Linked DNA regions of Triticum aestivum: region 2 is linked to region 1. The links are chromatin contacts, called in public Hi-C maps. All regions are on one chromosome and are shown on one strand. Each heading gives the region's core, a stretch centred on a gene start, on an enhancer-like site or on the middle of the called end of the contact. The rest is flanking DNA. Distances are from core to core; before and after follow the strand shown.

Region 1 (4,710 bases), core at 1,901-4,400:
GGGCAGGAGATGCTTGTTTGATGGCTATTTACTACGGTACACAGGAAATACAAATGTTATGTCTCACTTGTTGCAATAATAACATACAACTAGTTTATAGCGGATGTTGTGCATGATGAACGGGGTGGCTTTCTACCAATAACAACTGGGTTCCTTCTAGGTACCCGAGTTGTTGATATAGTGGAGCTCTTGGCAATTAGAAAATGGAGTGTACTTGTTGGCAATTTTGGGGGTGCTACAATGTAGAGATTAAATCTGATTGCTCGTTTGTGGTGGAGGCAATTCAACAAATGGACTCTTATCTAGGACTAGATGTTGCATTGGTTTCTGAATGCAAAATGTTGTCGATGGACTTTAGCAAAATATCAATTTAACATTGTTTCCGAGAAGCTAAACATGTATCAGATGAGCTAGCTAAGCATTCTTTCAGTGCTAGATCTTGGGCTGATGTAATCCCTGACTTTGTTTCTCAGTTACTTGTAAACGACATGATCATCATATGAGGAATAATGTCTATTTGTTGTAAAAACCAATATACATCTCGCTGAAGGTTTAACCGCCCACCTATAGCTACCGAGTTGGCCCATTTTCATCTTGTTTTTCTCCTTTGCTAGTTTTGATCGAGTTCACTTGTTTCATTCATATTTTTTTGTTTCAATTTTCTTTCCGTTTCCACATTTGTTTTCTTAGCTTTTCTTTGTTTTTCCACCGGTTTTATTCATTTCTTTCTTGGTTTAATTTTTTCTTTTTTCTTTTGTTTTTTCATTGTTTTTCTTTGTTGCTTTCTCCGTTTTTACTTTTTTTTCTTGATTTTCTTTCTTTTGTTTGTTTTCCTTTGGTTTTTTCGTTTCTTTCTTAGTTTTGGACATTTTTCGGCTTTTTCTTAATTTTATTTGTTTCTGTCTTGGTTTTTATTGTTTTGTTTTCTAATTTTTTATTTCGTTCTTAGTTTTCATTGGTTTTCTTAGTTTCCTTTGTTTTAACATTTGTTAGTACACATTCAACATCTTCCGGATAAATTAGGTTTGTTATATACACATTTATTTCTTTTTGAATAGGTGGTAAATAATTTTGCTATACACATCTAACTTTTTTTTCAAATGATTGATTAAAAAAATTCAAATACAAGATTAACATGTTTTCAATATATGGTCAAATAATTGTCTATGCACATTTAACATTTTTCAAATGCTTCATTAACTTTTTTTCAAATGCAAGTTTTTTTGTATACATGGTCAACTTGTTATCTATACACATTGAAAATTTTTCTAATACACATTTGACATTATTGGAATACAAGTTTAACATTTTTTAATACAAGCTCAACAATTATTTCTGTATACATTTTAATAAATTTCAAATGCTTGAATTTAAAAAATGAAATACAAGATTTTTTTTTCAAATGCTTGATTACATTTTCTAAATAGTTTTTCAAATGCTTGATTTAAAAAATACACGATCAACTTTTTTCACACAAGTTGTATATTTTGCGTGTACATTCTTTTGCATACATGAGAAACTTCTATACACATTCAACAGTTTTAAAATGCTTGCTAGATTTGTTTTATAATACATCTTTTGTTTGATTTTTTACATATTTTTGTATACAACGTTAACATTTTCTAATACTTTTTTATGGAATATTTTTCTAATACATGTATCGAGCAGGGAGCGGCCAAGACAATAGAGCTAGCGACTGTCCCGCGGCCCGCGAGCGCTATTACCGTCAACTTGACGCTTTGAGCGCCAAGTAGGGTTTCTCATTCGAAAAAGATAAAGCCGAGTAGGAACTCTCCTGTACGGGAATGAAGTTAGTTTGCGGCTGGCCCAAAACTTATGAAAGGGCACCCCGAAATCCAAAATATCTCTGCTTGAAATCGTATCTGTTGTTTTTTTTTTCGGATTATCCTTTCTGTAGTTCAAGTGGAGCTTTCATCTTAGGATGACCTAAAACTCTTGAAAAGGCTCCCAAGAAAATCCCAAATACCTCTGCTCAAAATCTCCTAAATAAGAATCTCAAGTTCAACCAGAGCTTCCATCAAATCTGTCATGCGGAGATGTAGTTTACCACCCTAGATGTTCACTGTTCTTAAAGACCTTTTCTCCGGCTCAGAAAAGCATCACCCCTTGTGGTTGGCAAATCCTCTAGCCTGCTCCAACATAATGGCTTCCCTGACCCCGCAAGAAAAGATGTCACGGCACATCGCAGCGGAACTTACGCTGCACCGATCTCCATGATTAAGGTGGACACGCATGCAGATGCAGCAACACACGGGCTTCGGATGGGACAAGCGGTACAGCAGCCCGTACATGAGGACAAAGAGTTGTGGGCGCCGGCTTTGGCTTTGCGCGTCGACGGAGGGGACGACAGGTATCGGTGGTCCGGCGAGGCCGCGTGGCCCCGGTGGGCACGTGAAGGTGAAGCTCGCCGGCAACGAGCGGCCGTCGCCGCGCCACGCCGCCGCCTCCAGGACGATGCGAATCAAAAGCTAACGATCTATCTACGCTTGTACGGACTACGTATCCGCGTTCAGCGTGGGGGGATCCGCGAAGAATCTAAAGCTGCGAGACCCATAGTTGTACGTCTTTGCTACATTTCCTTTTGGTTCTGTTTTTGACTTTTGCAAGACAAGAAATTGTTGTGTGCATGCATGAATGCATGGTATAGCGCTATATAGATATGGTCCACGTACCAAATGTCTAGAAGATATACCGACTTACGGTTGCCCTAAAATTCTTCGACGTAGTAAATTCAAGTAGCATACCAAATGCATGCAGTGAATGCTTGAAGCGTGGCATATCTACTAGCATACAGGAGTATCTTCTTCGCCTCTCTTTGTCGATGTCTCATCTAATGCTTCACGAGGCATTTGGCTCTACTCCTAGTGGCATGTGGAAGAGAGGAGTAGACGTGTCGTCCCAGCAATGGGGAGCCAAAAATTCGTCCGTCATTTTCGATCCAAGAATTTTAGTACACAACAGGGGTGGATCGTTATTCCATTTATGACTCCCAGCGGCCCATCCAAATCACGTAACTTTCTCACGTATCACGGCGACGCCAGCAAGGCAGCAAGCACCACCAGAGACAATATGCATGGCGCCCTCAAGCATGCATCCATTCACGGCCGTCGCCGTCGTACGGAATGCTCGCTCGCGCCGGTCGTTCCGGCCACGTACCTCCCCCGCCCACCCTGGGTTTCGCGGCAGCGGATGCGTTAGTGGTTAGTCCCCATCGCCGGCCCGCCGCGCGTACGTGTCCCCCGCTCGCACCACGCACGCCGGCGGCAGATTCCTGGCTGCGCGTATGTGGGTACATGCGTGATGAACTGATGCGTCGATCACCATCTTCTTTTACTCCGTCCGCAAGCCTATGTCGCCGTCGGCCGCCGGGGTCAAGTTTGTGCATGCTGGCGGTGCGCCGCAACGATCGATACAGACCTGCCGCTTAATTTCGCGCGCGTCTACGCTCCCACGTGAAGTCACACGCGCCGCACGTGCCAGCCCTCATGGGAGCTGACTTTTTCCGATAGTAGAGAAGCCTAAATCATCATCTATGATGGATGAATGAATGCGTTGGGTGTAATTTTTCCTTTTTCGAGTTTGGCGTGATTTCAATATTGTAGGATGAAGTGAAGAAAGATCAAATAATAATGGTGAATGTGGAAAATGGATCATGTTCTTCAGTTGCATTATTGAGAACAATAATTTTCTTTTGCGAGCAGAGAACAGTAATTTGATTGAGCTAGATCTCATAAACATGATGTTTACATGGTCTAATGATCATGAAAATCCTGTATATGAGAAGCTTGGTAGGATTCTTGTGAGCCCTGAGCGGGATTTACATTATCCTATGTTCACAGTCAAAGGCTTGGAGTGAGATATATCTGGCCATACCTCCATTCTAGTGGCTTCTGGTCTGGTTTTCGTTACACATCATCTTTTTAAATTTCAGATGTGCTGGTTCTGAAGAGAGGATTTGAAGTGAGTTGTTCAGCATGTGTGGAATCTTCCTTATAAAGGACATAACCATCTAGATGAGTGGCAGTGGAGGATGAGGACTTTGAGAAGGAAGCTAAAAGGATGGAATGTTGTTTTTGTAGCGCATAAAATAGAAAAAGGATAACCTACTTAGAGAGTCAGCTTTGTGGTGTTTTGCAGAGTACCCATCAACTGTATTGTAACGTATGTGGCCTTCAGTTACAAGATGGACACATGGCAAAGATTCTACCCCGGTCTAGGCCCTTGTAATTCAAGTAATAGCACCAATCTTGCTTATATGGAATTATTTCAAAGAGCAATATATCAGCAAGAACAACTGGGGGTCCAGCTACTTCGATATGAGGTCGCTTGGCCTCCGTCTTCGGGTCTCGCATATTTATACTCGGCCTTAGTCGGTTCGCCTATCCTCCGTCTTGATCTTCTTGCCTTGGACAGCTCAGCTCAGGCTCCTCTCCATATTGCAGTTGAAAACTTTTCCTTTTGGGAGGTCGGGTGAGGGGGGGGGGGGGGGGTAGTCGTTTCAGGAAGTAACATAGTTGACTAGGGATCCCTCATGTGCTTTGGGTCTTAAACCCGACGACCCACTAGGGTGTGTGTGGCCGGCACATCATGGGGCCAAAACCCTCATCTAGTTGACAAGATTAATGCCTTGGCTTTTTATGTGGTTTGGATGCTCAAGAAATCCAATAGAGGAATCTCTAGAGGATGAGC
Region 2 (4,666 bases), core at 298-2,797, 650 kb after region 1:
CCGAAATTTAAATGGGACAGTTGCAGATGCCCATTAAAAAGATCATGAAACATAGGCATAAGATCATCTTTCACGATATGCCAACATTTCTTATAGAATTCTGCCAGGAACCTTTTCTCAGCTAAGTCTGCTAGACCTTTGCTATTCCAAAAGACCCCTTTCATATTTCATCATGGTTTTTTTTCTTTAGTTTCACTCTCGCACTTCTACGGAACGCTGGCGTTGGATAAATCTTCCTCTTCCAGGAACTTTTAGGTTTATCTAATGCCGACACCTCCTCTACACAATTTATAGTCTATTGTATCCCCGCCTACAATGACGGGGGGCCAACTGGTTGCACAGACTCCGCATCTTCTGCGTCTCCTTCGGCATCGGAAGAAGGCATCATTCCATCACAAAAGTTCTCTAGCGTAGAGATACCCAAGTTATTAATATGAGCATCCGACATAGGCTTAACTGCCGCTAACGCGCGGATCAACTCGGAAGCTCTCTCAGCCTATAAGTCCAAAATATCTTAACTGATTTAGCAATTTCTTTCCCATTAGACCCAAGCGAGACTCCTATGTCATGTGCCTTACTAATGATGTCATGTTCAGAAAAATGCAAAATAGAGCATTGCTTATTAACCGACATACCTGTCTGAGTCTCGACGTCCCTTAGCTTGGCGGCCCTCATAGCACGTCCAAGCTGAAAGTCGGCGGCGTCCGGCTGGTCCTGAACTCGGCTGTTGACACGCCTGCCAGACAGCACCGGGTCCGGATGTCCACCAAACGCGATCACCTCCTCCGTAGTCCAGACCCGTGGTGACTGGACCGTCTCCACGAGGCCTTCAGAACTGGCAAGTACAGGTGAAGGGGAGGAGGGGGGGTCTGACGCCTCCAGAGCCTCCTCCCATATCTCCCACTGCCTGCAGACCCGCTCCAGCTAACGTCAGAGAATACGGTGTCGGAGAAGAACGCGTGGGTGAATCAATAAAATTGGGAAGAATTTCACTTCCCTGGCCTCTGCACCAACTAGGGATGCATACAGCCTTATTTAAGTATGAGTACTAAGATTTTTAATCTCGGTTATGCACCCATGCGTGAGTACCAAGAAAGTCTACTCCTCAAGAATAAATAAGGACCTAAATTCGTCTCTGTGAGGATTTAAACCTAGGTGTTGGGTTTGTACATCCAGAATAAGGTGCCGGAGAAGAACGCGTGGGTGAATCAAAAAAATTGGGAAGAATTTCACTTCCCTAGCCTCTGCACCAACTAAGGATGCATACAGCCTTATTTAAGTACGAGTACTAAGATTTTTAATCTCGGTTATGCACTTATGCGTGAGTACCAAGAAAGTCTACTCCTCAAGAATAAATAGGGACCTAAATTCGTCTTCGTGAGGATTTGAACCTAGATGTTGGGTTTGTACATCCAAACCCTCCACCAGTTGAGCTAGGCTCACTGGTGTGAAAGCTGCGGGTGAGACCCTGCACAGGTGATGGTGCAGCGCTGCATGAAAGTTTGGCTGGTAACCGACGGCCGGCCACGAGGATAGGCAGTAGGCCAGTAGCCACCGGATCGAGATCGCTGGGGTGATGGGCAGACAGTGCGGCAACAAATAGGTCGTGGTCTAGCGGCACGAGCTTCCCCCCTCTCGATCGTCGTCCCGGCTATATATTCGACGGCTCGGCGGGCGCCCCCCACTTCGACCTCCCGCTGCCCATCCCCCACCCGTGCCGCGTCCGTTGGCATCAATGGCGACGCCTCGTTAGGTGGCGCGTCGCTCTTCCTTAACTGCTCCCCCTCACACACGCGCATCGGATTCAGACGGCTCTGCTTCGAGTTGGTGCGCTACTCCTCCACCCCTCCTTCCCTGCAGCTGCAGCTCCGCTCGTGACTCGTGACGGGAAGAGGGAAGATAAAATAATACTCTGCCAACCGCGGCGAGGCGTCGGCCGTGCTACACCTGTCGCCGCAAGAGCTGGAAGATCTCCGTCGTTTATATATCGACACCTGCCGGTGCCGGGGATGTGAGTTTCTTGACGCACGGCCGCCGTGCTCTTCCTTTTCTTCTTGGTTCTTGATTCGCCGGCCACTGCTAGCTTAGCTTAGTCTGGTCTCTGGTGTGCGCGCGGGCGCGGGTACTGACGATGATGTGTGCGTGATGCTGCTGCGCAGGAGTGAGCCGGGCAACGAGCTGGAGGAGCTGCTCTGGGATAACGGACCGGCGCTCCGGCGGGCGGCATCGCCCTTCCCTCCCTTCTCCTGCAGCGCCGCCGGCACTATGAAGGCGCAGGAGCTCGCCAAGCACCCCGCGTCGGCGACGGCGATGGCGCAGGGACACGACGACGACGCCGTGCCGTGGTTGCAACATTACCCCATCATCGGCGTGGACGACGACGGCAGCGGCGGCGACACGGCCCCGCTGCCCCAGGACTACTTCTCCACCTTGTTTCCCGGTTTCTCCGAGCTCCCCGCTGCGGTGGCGAGCAGAGATGCCGGAGCGCCATCGACGTCTCACGCAGCGGTCGTCGTGCCGCCGCTGCCGGAGCCACCTGCGCCCCCCAAGCAGCAGCAGCAGGCGCCTCGATCCACCGGCGAGGGCGTCATGAACTTCTCCTTCTTCTCGAGGCCCCTGCAGCGCTCGCTGCCGCAGGCCAGCACGAGAACGTCTGCCGCGGGGAGCAAGTCCGTCGAGTCGACGCTGCTGCAGACCAACAGGCTAAGAAGCACCCCGCTGTTCTCGGAGCAGAGGACGGCGTGGCTGCAGCCGCCCAAGGAGTCGCCCGCCGCGGTATCCGCATCCCGTCCTCCGGCACCGCCGGTGCCTGTCCGGCATGCTGCAGAACCGGCTGCGGCGTTACCCCAGAGACTGCAACCGGAAGCGAGGGCTGCGGCGTTACCACCGAGATTGCAACCGGAAGTGAGGGCTGCGGCGTTACCCCAGAGATTACAATCGGAGGCGAGGGCTTCCGAGATGCCACCGCCGCCCGCAACAGCGACGACCTCGTCTGTCTGCTCCGACAACGGTGAGCGGAGCCAGCTGAAGAGGAGCAGCCACCAGACTCTGGAGTGGTCCGTCAGTCAGGACGACGAGGTAAAGCGCTGGACACATGGTTAACACCACGAACGCAGTATTGTGCTTCTTGTTTCATCAAAATCTCAAACGCAATCTGCCTGCAGGATCTCGACGACGAGGCCGGCGGGCTGAGAAGGTCGGCGGCGAGGAGCACCAAGCGCGGCCGCACCGCGGAAGTGCACAACATGTCGGAGAGGGTATGTACTAGTAGCGATCCCGAATGCACAAAATAAATAAATGTACACAGTACACCGAAGTGGCATTCTTCCGGTTGCTAAATTGGTATTCCTTCTTGGAAGATAGCTAAATTGGTGTATGAAATTGCTATGCAGAGGAGAAGGGATCGAATCAACGAGAAGATGCGCGCCCTGCAAGAACTCATCCCCAACTGCAACAAGGTACACGACACACCCAACCCTCGCAAGAAAACTCGAAAAATCTTTGACAATGAGCACAGCGTGACATCCAATGTTTGTGGTGATGAAGATTGACAAGGCGTCGATGCTGGAGGAGGCCATCGAGTACCTCAAGACCCTGCAGCTCCAGGTCCAGATGATGTCGACGATGGGGACGGCCGGGCTGTGCATGCCGCCGATGATGGCAATGCAGCACATGCAGATGCCGCCCATGGCGCACTTCCACCACCACCACCTCGGCGCCATGGGGTTCGGCATGGGCCCCTTCGACCCGCGCCTCGTCGCCGCCGCCGGCGCCGCGCAGTTCCCTTACCCGATGATGCCCGGCGCGCCCATTTTCGGCGGCCACGCGATGCCTCCCCCGCCACCGTTCCACCAGGCGGCGGTGGCGGGCGCTCACATGGCTCCCGGCCCCGTCACCAACGATGCCGCCACCGCAGCGCAGGCCGAGCACGAGCAGACACCGGGCGACCATCCGCAGGTCCCACGAACAATGTAAACTAGCTCCAACAGCGGCGGAGGTCGACCTGGCTCTGTAGCAGGCTAGGGGCGCACGCAGCAAGGCTCGGTAACTCCGAGCAGGGCTGCGGCAAAACGTAGCTGTAAAATCTTTGTGAAACTGTAAAATGGTTCACTGCTCCGGCATCTTCTCCGTGTCAGAGGATAGGCCAGGTACAGTGTCTGCTGGAGAGGATCAATGGATCAGGATCGCTTCTGCTTCCCGCTGCAATACACAATCCTGACATGTCCTACCACCATTTTTAAAGCTCTGTCCGCCGCTCATGATGCTCATCATGCTGCGGGCAGGAGTCAATCTGAAGTATAGCGAGCACTGTTCGTGCACATGCATCATGGCGCCGGTGGCAGCTTGAGCTGGCACGAGCTCGGGCAGTCCATGCCTTATCATCAGCCGCTTGTGGTGGCGTAGTCGGTCGGGGCCAACATGCTTCGATCACATCGCCCGCACGATGTTGCCCAACCGGGGAGCAGAGCAAGCCGCGCAAAGGGTTTGGATCAAGCCAACTGAAAACGTGAGAATAGAAAAAACACAAGATTAACATGACATGTTCATCTCAATCCTATCCTATAGGATTTGGCTTGTTTGATTGCATCGTAGAAGAAATGAAAGGATCCTTTTAAAGAGGTTTGAGTGAATGTTAGAAATTGAGTCAAAACCATAGGTGCATGAC

The links. Hi-C and Micro-C count contacts between places; a contact is called where the count stands out from the background.
Region 2: a contact with region 1 is called in a Hi-C map of leaf, with 6 times the contacts expected there. The contact joins the promoter of LOC123110986 here to the enhancer-like site in region 1. A contact is called at or near these places in 3 of 5 Hi-C or Micro-C datasets (leaf and an unstated tissue) and 1 of 1 datasets of contacts at active chromatin or transcription factors (leaf).

The regions. Positions count from the first base shown.
Region 1 is chr1B:114,812,446-114,817,155 of IWGSC CS RefSeq v2.1, forward strand. No RefSeq gene overlaps it. Among protein-coding and RNA genes, the nearest start is that of LOC123087870, 110 kb to the left of the region's middle. Within about 2 kb of position 3,151, at least 2 of the 8 cell types and tissues checked have an H3K27ac peak or open chromatin away from gene starts, as enhancers often do. A contact at or near this core is called in leaf, where this site is marked.
Region 2 is chr1B:115,459,670-115,464,335 of IWGSC CS RefSeq v2.1, forward strand. LOC123110986 (transcription factor APG) reads left to right here and starts at 1,548. Exons shown (of 5, transcript XM_044531644.1): 1 at 1,548-2,011; 2 at 2,160-3,078; 3 at 3,165-3,257; 4 at 3,393-3,458; 5 at 3,547-4,213. The coding sequence starts at 2,010. The coding sequence ends at 3,975.